2 separate regions of the Mus musculus genome follow, and region 2 is linked to region 1. Evidence: chromatin contacts called from public promoter capture Hi-C data. All regions are on one chromosome and are shown on one strand. The core of a region is the stretch at or near the end of the contact, and the rest is flanking DNA. Distances in the headings are between cores, read along the strand shown. Region 1 holds the start of Krtap16-1 (keratin associated protein 16-1). Region 2 holds the start of Krt17 (keratin 17).

Region 1 (3,605 bases), core at 638-3,137:
TATAACAATGCATGTGCTGTTCCAGCGGTATAATGGTGGACTTGGTAGTGTGTCCAGGCCAAACAGTGGGGCTGGACACAGCGTCAGTAGCCAAAAATAGTGTTGAATTTTTGCTGCGCATGCTTAAAAATGCAGAGAGTAATGCCACACTTAAGGGTTTAGATATAGATTCTCTAGTCACTGAACACACCCAGCAACAAAGCACCTGAGATTTCCCGAAAAATTTACAGAGCTCCCCAGAACACATCGAGATGATCCTCACTGTAAAGGAACAGATGTTCCAAAGCCAGAAGAGGAGTTTGCACAGAAGAAAAATATATCCTAGAAAAGTACTGAAGAGACAAAAATGCAGATGCTAGAGGGGTGAGGTGTGAGTGAGTGGGGGAGCACCTTCTTAGAAGCGAAGGGGAGGGCCGTGGGGTGGGAGGATCATGGAGGGAGACCAGAAAGGGGGATACCATTTGGAATGTAGATGAGTAAAATAATTAAAAAAAATTTTAAAAATTAATATTTTACACTTCTTTATTTTGTGTGTGTGTGTGTGGGGGGGGCATGGCCTATGTATGGGTGCCAGAGGACAATTTGCAGGAGTTGGTTCTCTTCTTCTGTCACTTGAGTCCCAGGATTGAACTCAGGTTGTCAGGCTTGGTGGTGGTCACCTTGACTCATTAAGCCATCTTACTTAAGTAAGTAAGCCAACTTACTTACATCCTGGTGTTTACCTTCTAAGTGCTCTCAAAAATCTCTCAAAATGGGTCTGTCCTGTGTGGAAGGTGAAACAGCCAGGCTCTTCAGCATGGTCATCCCCTATTGCCTGCCCCACATTGGAAATGGGTACAAGTGTCGTGCCAGCCTTGGTGACAAGGAGTCTCTGAAGACTCACTGAATGCTTGGGATAGACACGGAAGGAAAAGATGGCAAAGTGGAGAAACTGTGTCAAGCACTTCCTAGGGACAGATGGAACAAATATTCTTGAGTGGTGCAGCCAATAGAACAGGATGGAGGGTGGCATCCCTGGGCCTATTACACAAGACATTGATGATGTCTACAGGACAAAGTACGTGTCACTGAGCCTGATGACCTGAGTTCACTCCCCAGGATCCACATGGCAAAGAACTGACTCCTGAATTGTCCTATTCCTTTCACAGATGTGCATGGCACATACATGTACCTGCACTCATATACTTATACACAGTAAATAAATGCAATATGTTCTTTTCTTAAAGGAGGTTCAGTTTGCCAAAAACCTACTGGTAGAGAGGGTGGGAGCAACCTCCAGCAAGCGACCTAACCTTTCTTATCCTCTACACTCAGTGCTCCATCTGTGACTGGGGAGAATAATCTGACCCACACAGGACGGTTGTGGGCTGTGGCCACTGACAGTTACAGTTTGGAAATCTCATCCACAACTGAGCTCCTTACTGTGTGTCTCTGTGGAGCTTCTCATGACAGTGCAGTCAGGTCTGCTCTTGACTTGTTTGCCCGCAGCACAGTAGGCAGTCATACTCATGTAGACATCTGCGCCTAGGCCAGGAGAAGAGGTGGAAGGGTGGATGGCAGCTAAATTATAGGCTCCTTTGTTCTTTCCTTCTTCAGGATGCTTGGGCGGAGAGCATCCATGGTGAAGGTGATGATGGATGCTCATCCCGGGACTACCTGTAGCTTTGAGGATTCCATATTTAGCATGCAAGTCAGTAAATAAACATCTTCTTTATGGGCAGACAAACAACTTCTAGATCAACACATGTTGGCATAATAAGATGTTCCTCCAGAAACAGGGCCCAAACAACAATGAGGAAAAGATGCAGGGGGCCCGCCAAACAGCATGCGCCAGTGAGGGAGTATAAAAGGGAGATACCACACTCAGGCAGCACTCACTCCAAGACAGAGAGCTATCTCCACCATGTCTGGCTGCTGTTGTTCTAGGAAATGCCCCTCCCTACCTGCCATCTCTCTCTGCTCTACTGAGGTGAGCTGTGGAGGGCCCGTCTGCCTACCCAGCTCCTGCCGGAGCCAGACGTGGCAGCTGGTGACTTGCGAGGACAGCTGTGGGTCATCCGGCTGTGGCTCACAATGCTGTCAGCCTTCGTGTTCCGTGAGCAGTTGCTGCCAGCCTGTGTGCTGCGAGGCTACCATTTGTGAGCCCTCTTGTTCTGTGAGCAGCTGTGCTCAACCTGTGTGCTGTGAGGCCACCATTTGTGAGCCTTCCTGCTCTATGGGCAGTTGCTGTCAACCTGTGTGCTGTGAGGCCACCATTTGTGAGCCTTCCTGCTCTGTGAGCACCTGTGCCCAACCTGTGTGCTGTGAGGCCACCATGTGCCAGCCTTCTTGTTCTGTGAGCAGCTGCCAGCCCGTGTGTTGTGAGACCTCATCCTGCCAGCCTGTCCTCTGCTTGCCTGCCACTTGCCAGCCAGTGATCTGCAAACCCTGCTGCTGCCAGCCAGTGATCTGTGAGCCCAGCTGCTGCTCAGCTGTCTGCGCTGTGCCTGCTTCCTGCCAACCAATGATCTGTGAGCCTGTGGTGTGTGAGCCTGCTTGCTGCCAGCCAGTGTGCCCGACACCTAGCTGCTGCCCATCTGTCTGCTCTGCAGCCAGTAGCTGCCAGCCAGTCGGCTGTGAAACCAGTCCCTGCGAGCCACCTTGCTCAGAGGCCAGTGCTTGTCAGCCATCTGCCTGTATGGCTCTGGTATGTGAGCCTGTTTGTCTCCGTCCTGTCTGCTGTGTCCAGGGCCCCTGTGAGCCACCATGTGTCTCTAGCAGCTGCCAAGACTCCTCATGCTGTGTCTCCAGCATCTGCCAACCTGTCTGCCCTGAGCCTAGTCCTTGCCTGCCATCGGTGTGTGTGCCTACCCCATGCCAACCTTCCTGCTACATAGTCAAACGATGCCGTTCTGTCAGCTGTGAGCCTATTTCCTGCCCATCTCCCTCCTGCCAACCTGCTTGCTGCCGTCCGGGCTCTTCGGCATCTGCCATCTGCCAACCAGCTTGCCCCCCTCGGACTTTCTATATACCTAGTTCCTGCAAGCCGCCTTGTAGTCCAGTTTCTTGCCGCCCCATTTGTCGCCCCATCTGTTCTGGACCCATCACCTTCAGGCAGCCATATGTGACATCCATCACTTACCGCCCAGCCTGCTACCGCTCCTGCTATTCCATACTACGCCGCCCGACCTGCCTAGCTTCTTACTCCTACCGTCCCGTCTGCTCCCGCCAGCCATGCACTGATTCTGACAACGATAAGTGTGATAGCAAAAAGCCAACTTCCAGTCAGCCTGACTGCGCTGACTCGACACCTGTCAAGACAGAGGTCTCAGATGAGACTCCCTGCCAGCCCTCTGAGATCAAACCTGCCAGCCCCATCACCCGTGAGGCTGCAGCCCCACAGCCTGCAGCCAGCAAGCCTGCTGACCGCTGAGCCAGCTCCAGCTCACCAATTCCTGCAACACAAGAGTCAAAAGCCAGAGAGAAACCAGGAAAGCTCCATGCACAGCTCATTACAACATAGCTAGAATCTTGTTCACTCAACACTGCCAGACACCACTTGCTTATGCTTCGGAGAACTCATCAAAAGTTCCAGCCTCCTAGTGGTCCCAGTGAAGACCTCCTGC
Region 2 (3,750 bases), core at 28-2,527, 270 kb before region 1:
ACCCATTGGCAGTCTGAAACAAGACCTCATTCCGCCCAGCAGGCCTCCCAGGACCCTGGGACTGAGGGCTGGGCTTAGGATAGTGGGTGGGGCTAGGTGGAGCTAGGGGGTGGGGCCTGTGGCCCACCCTGGGGAATCATGCTGTGGTCTTTGTCTTGGGGAACCTGGCATGAATGGGGTGGGGTAAGAGTGTTAAGCGATATCTTTTTTTGCTTCCCTCTGGTTGGGACCTGAGCTGTTCTATCCTCTTAGGTCTATCAGGATACAGAAAAGGGTAAGGAACGTGAAAGGAAACAACTCATTCATGGTCCCTACAGACTCCCTTTCATAAGGGAGTCTCCTATGCATAGCTCTGTTTTCCCTGGAACTTTAGCTGAGCTCGTGTCTGCCCACCTGGTCCTGGAAGCTGTACTGTAGGAAGGAAGTAGAGAAAAATCTAAAAGGGAAGTCTGGGCTTCCTAAGGGACTCAGGGATGGGGACAGTTTCAGAAAACTGGCAAGAATGGGCCTTATCCCTGGGTGTTGGGACTGCTCAGAGGGGTGATTCCTGGGTCAGGGGTGATGCAGCTAGTGACGAGCAAAAGGATGTGCTATGCCAGCCCACGGCTTGAGTGAACTGGGCCTGTTTGGACATCACATTCTTTGCTAAGCTCTGATTTCCTGCCCAGGTTGGCAATTGGAGGCTTGAGGTAGTTTCTGTGTTGTGTGGTGGGCCTGGCGGGTATAGACCTAGTTCTCAAGTCAGGATGTGTACTTGGTCTTTCTGATTTCCCCAATCCCCAGATCCAGGCTTTTCACACGCGGGTAGTGGCACGATGGGAAGGAAAGACACCTCAGGTGTGTGGGGTGCCTAACTCCCTACCTCATTTCCCATCAAACTGGGGTGGCAGCTGCCTGGGAGGGCTGGGTAGAGGTGATGTCGCCAGCTCTTCTTGTCCGTATTAGGTCATGGGAAAGCGTAGCTGGAGGGCCTGCCTGAATCACAGGTGACAGGCTTGAGACCAGAGACAGACAGACCGACACACGCACATGCACACACACACACACACACACACACACACACACACACACACACACGACCATGATACCCAGGACAGGGTTTGGTGAAATGAAGCAGAGCCCAGAGGTGGGAGGGGAGGGGGCCCATAGCCACCTGGGAGCTGGCGGGTGTCCAGGGGTGATGAAAGCCCAGGGGAATGGAAACAGCGGAGAGCCTGTTGTAATCGCTACGCCCACTGGCTGCCCTATAAAGGAAGCAGGCGAGCCCCAGCGCAGCACGCATCTTGGCGCCTCTCTTCCTCCCAAGCCCTCCAGCTCCACATCCGTTGCCCGCTGCCACCATGACCACCACCATCCGCCAGTTTACCTCCTCCAGCTCTATCAAGGGCTCCTCTGGCCTGGGTGGAGGTTCATCTCGGACCTCCTGCCGACTGTCTGGCAGCCTGGGTGCAGGCTCCTGCAGGCTGGGGTCAGCTAGTGGCCTGGGTAGTGCTCTTGGGAGCAACAGTTATTCCAGCTGCTACAGCTTTGGCACTGGCAGTGGTTATGGAGGCAACTTTGGGGGTGTCGATGGGCTGCTGGCTGGAGGGGAGAAGGCCACCATGCAGAACCTCAATGACCGCCTGGCCTCCTACCTGGACAAGGTGCGTGCCCTGGAAGAGGCCAACACTGAGCTGGAGGTGAAGATCCGAGATTGGTACCAGAAGCAGGCCCCGGGGCCAGCCAGAGACTACAGCGCTTATTACCATACCATTGAGGATCTGAAGAACAAGGTAGGATTGCTGGCGGGAGGGGCATAAACCACCCACCTCCTGCCCTCATCAAGGCCTGGAGTCAACTGGGGCTGCCACAGGGTCTCTAGGTTCTAGTTTGACCCATTTCCCTTTGAAGGGGCAACTGGCTGGGCCAGGAACAAGCTGGCATTGTGAGGCTCCTTTGAGTGTCTGTTTCCTCCTGGAGCAGTCTTCGTGTCATTGATGCCTAGACTGTGAGACATCATGGTCTAGGAGGTGGAATCATGATCTAGGTGGAGGGCTGGTTCCGTAGAGTGGAGCTAGATTTGTGAGTGTCCCAGGAAGAAGGGGCTTGGGGGTTGGGTTCTGAGAGTGTGCCCCACAGCAATGCTAAGAGAGGAAGCAGGAGAGGGGTAGGGCAGTGGACTCCTGTGGGAAGGCTCTGGGGACTTTTCTTTTCTGGCTTCCTTGGCATTTCCTTTTGTCCCTAAGGATATTCCAACATTATCTAACTCCTTCCACCTTCCAGCTTGAGGCCTCTTCAGCCCTCAGGCTGAGACTGGCACCAGGAGGGTCGGCATGAGCAGACAGCACTAAGCTTCATCTCATTGGACTCCCTCCCATCAGTCCATCTCTGCCAACAAGGGCAACACTGCGTAGGGAGTGGCTGGCAGGAAAAGGGGTTTTCTCTGAAAGCAGTGAATCCCAGCCTCCAGCCAGGAAGCCTGGCTCAGAACGTGGACCTGGGTTGACCCATGCTAAACTCAATGACCTATTGCTTTGTCATCTCTCCAGATCCTTGTGGCCACCGTGGACAATGCCAGCATCCTGCTCCAGATTGACAATGCTCGTCTGGCAGCCGATGACTTCCGTACCAAGTGAGTCCCAGAGGGTTACAAGCTGAGGGGGATTCTGGGGCAGCTTCCCTTACCCTATGACTTCTCAGAGGACAGGGGAGAGGGCCTGGGAGTTATGAGCTGAGCCGTTAGTTGGATGAGCAAAGACAGCCTCTTCTGAAGGTAGCTGGGGGAGGGGGAAGCAGAGGAGGAGTCAGGAAGCCAGTGGGCATGGGGTCTTGTCTTGTGGTTGTCCCTGGGGTTAGGGTTGCAACTTGCTTCCATCCCACCCTCTGATCCTCTCTCAGTTGTTCTGGCTTTGGCAAAGGGAAGGCAGAGATGACACCAGGACAGAGACCTATGTTGTTAGAGCATCCTGGCCTGAGGTCTCTGGTTTTTCATTGCAGGTTTGAGACAGAGCAGGCTCTGCGCATGAGCGTGGAGGCCGACATCAATGGCCTGCGCCGGGTGCTGGATGAGCTGACCCTGGCCAGAGCCGACCTGGAGATGCAGATTGAGAATCTCAAGGAGGAGCTGGCCTACCTGAAGAAGAACCACGAGGAGGTGAGGAGTCAGGGTCAGCAGGTCAAAGAAGATGAGGAGTGGGTGGCAGAGCCCTGGGGTTACCTGCAGTGGAGGGCGTGGGCGAGAGGGCTTGTTGAGTTTAGTCATCCCATAGGGCTGCCCTTTTTCTTTAGAGTCTTCATTCCTGTGGTCCAGAGCTTCCACACATCCCTGCATCTTAGGGACCTGCTGGGCCTCAGAGAGGCCTTCCCTCCTCTCCCTGCCTCACTCACAGTGACAGAGGAAGAGGGAGAGGCCCAAGCGCTTGTTTTAGTTCCAACTCTTAAACTTGGACTGCACAAAGGCATTTGGAGATTGGAAGGGAAGGTTTTTTTGGGCAAAGGACTAGAATCAGATGTCTCTGGAATACCCTCTGTGTAATGAGGGAGGCACAGTGTGAAGGTGGGCATCGAGTCCACACAGAGCAAACAAACAAGCAAACAAACAAACCAACAAATCATAGGAGGGTCAGAGGGAAGAGGCTGGGTAGATCCAAAGGTCTTTAGGAAGGGACTTAGACCTAAATGTGGGCTAGGGAAGGCTTAGGTCTGTAGGGTCAACATTGGCCCCAAGGACCACATCTTCATCCCCTCTTCTCACAGGAGATGAATGCTCTG

Evidence for each region. Promoter capture Hi-C pulls out the DNA fragments that hold promoters and counts their contacts.
Region 2: a promoter capture Hi-C map of embryonic stem cells shows a contact between it and region 1. The contact joins the promoter of Krt17 here to the promoter of Krtap16-1 in region 1. A contact is called at or near these places in 12 of 39 promoter capture datasets (the 3T3-L1 cell line, 3T3-L1-derived adipocytes, the HPC-7 cell line and 9 more) and 4 of 484 Hi-C or Micro-C datasets (the Patski cell line, cumulus cells, immediate neuronal precursor and 1 more).

Annotation. Positions count from the first base shown.
Region 1 is chr11:99,984,875-99,988,479 of GRCm38.p6, reverse strand. It overlaps Krtap16-1 (keratin associated protein 16-1), which reads left to right and starts at 1,887. Exons shown (of 1, transcript NM_001256057.1): 1 at 1,887-3,605. The coding sequence starts at 1,904. The coding sequence ends at 3,412.
Region 2 is chr11:100,258,556-100,262,305 of GRCm38.p6, reverse strand. Krt17 (keratin 17) reads left to right here and starts at 1,277. Exons shown (of 8, transcript NM_010663.3): 1 at 1,277-1,772; 2 at 2,529-2,611; 3 at 2,977-3,133; 4 at 3,736-3,750. The coding sequence starts at 1,341.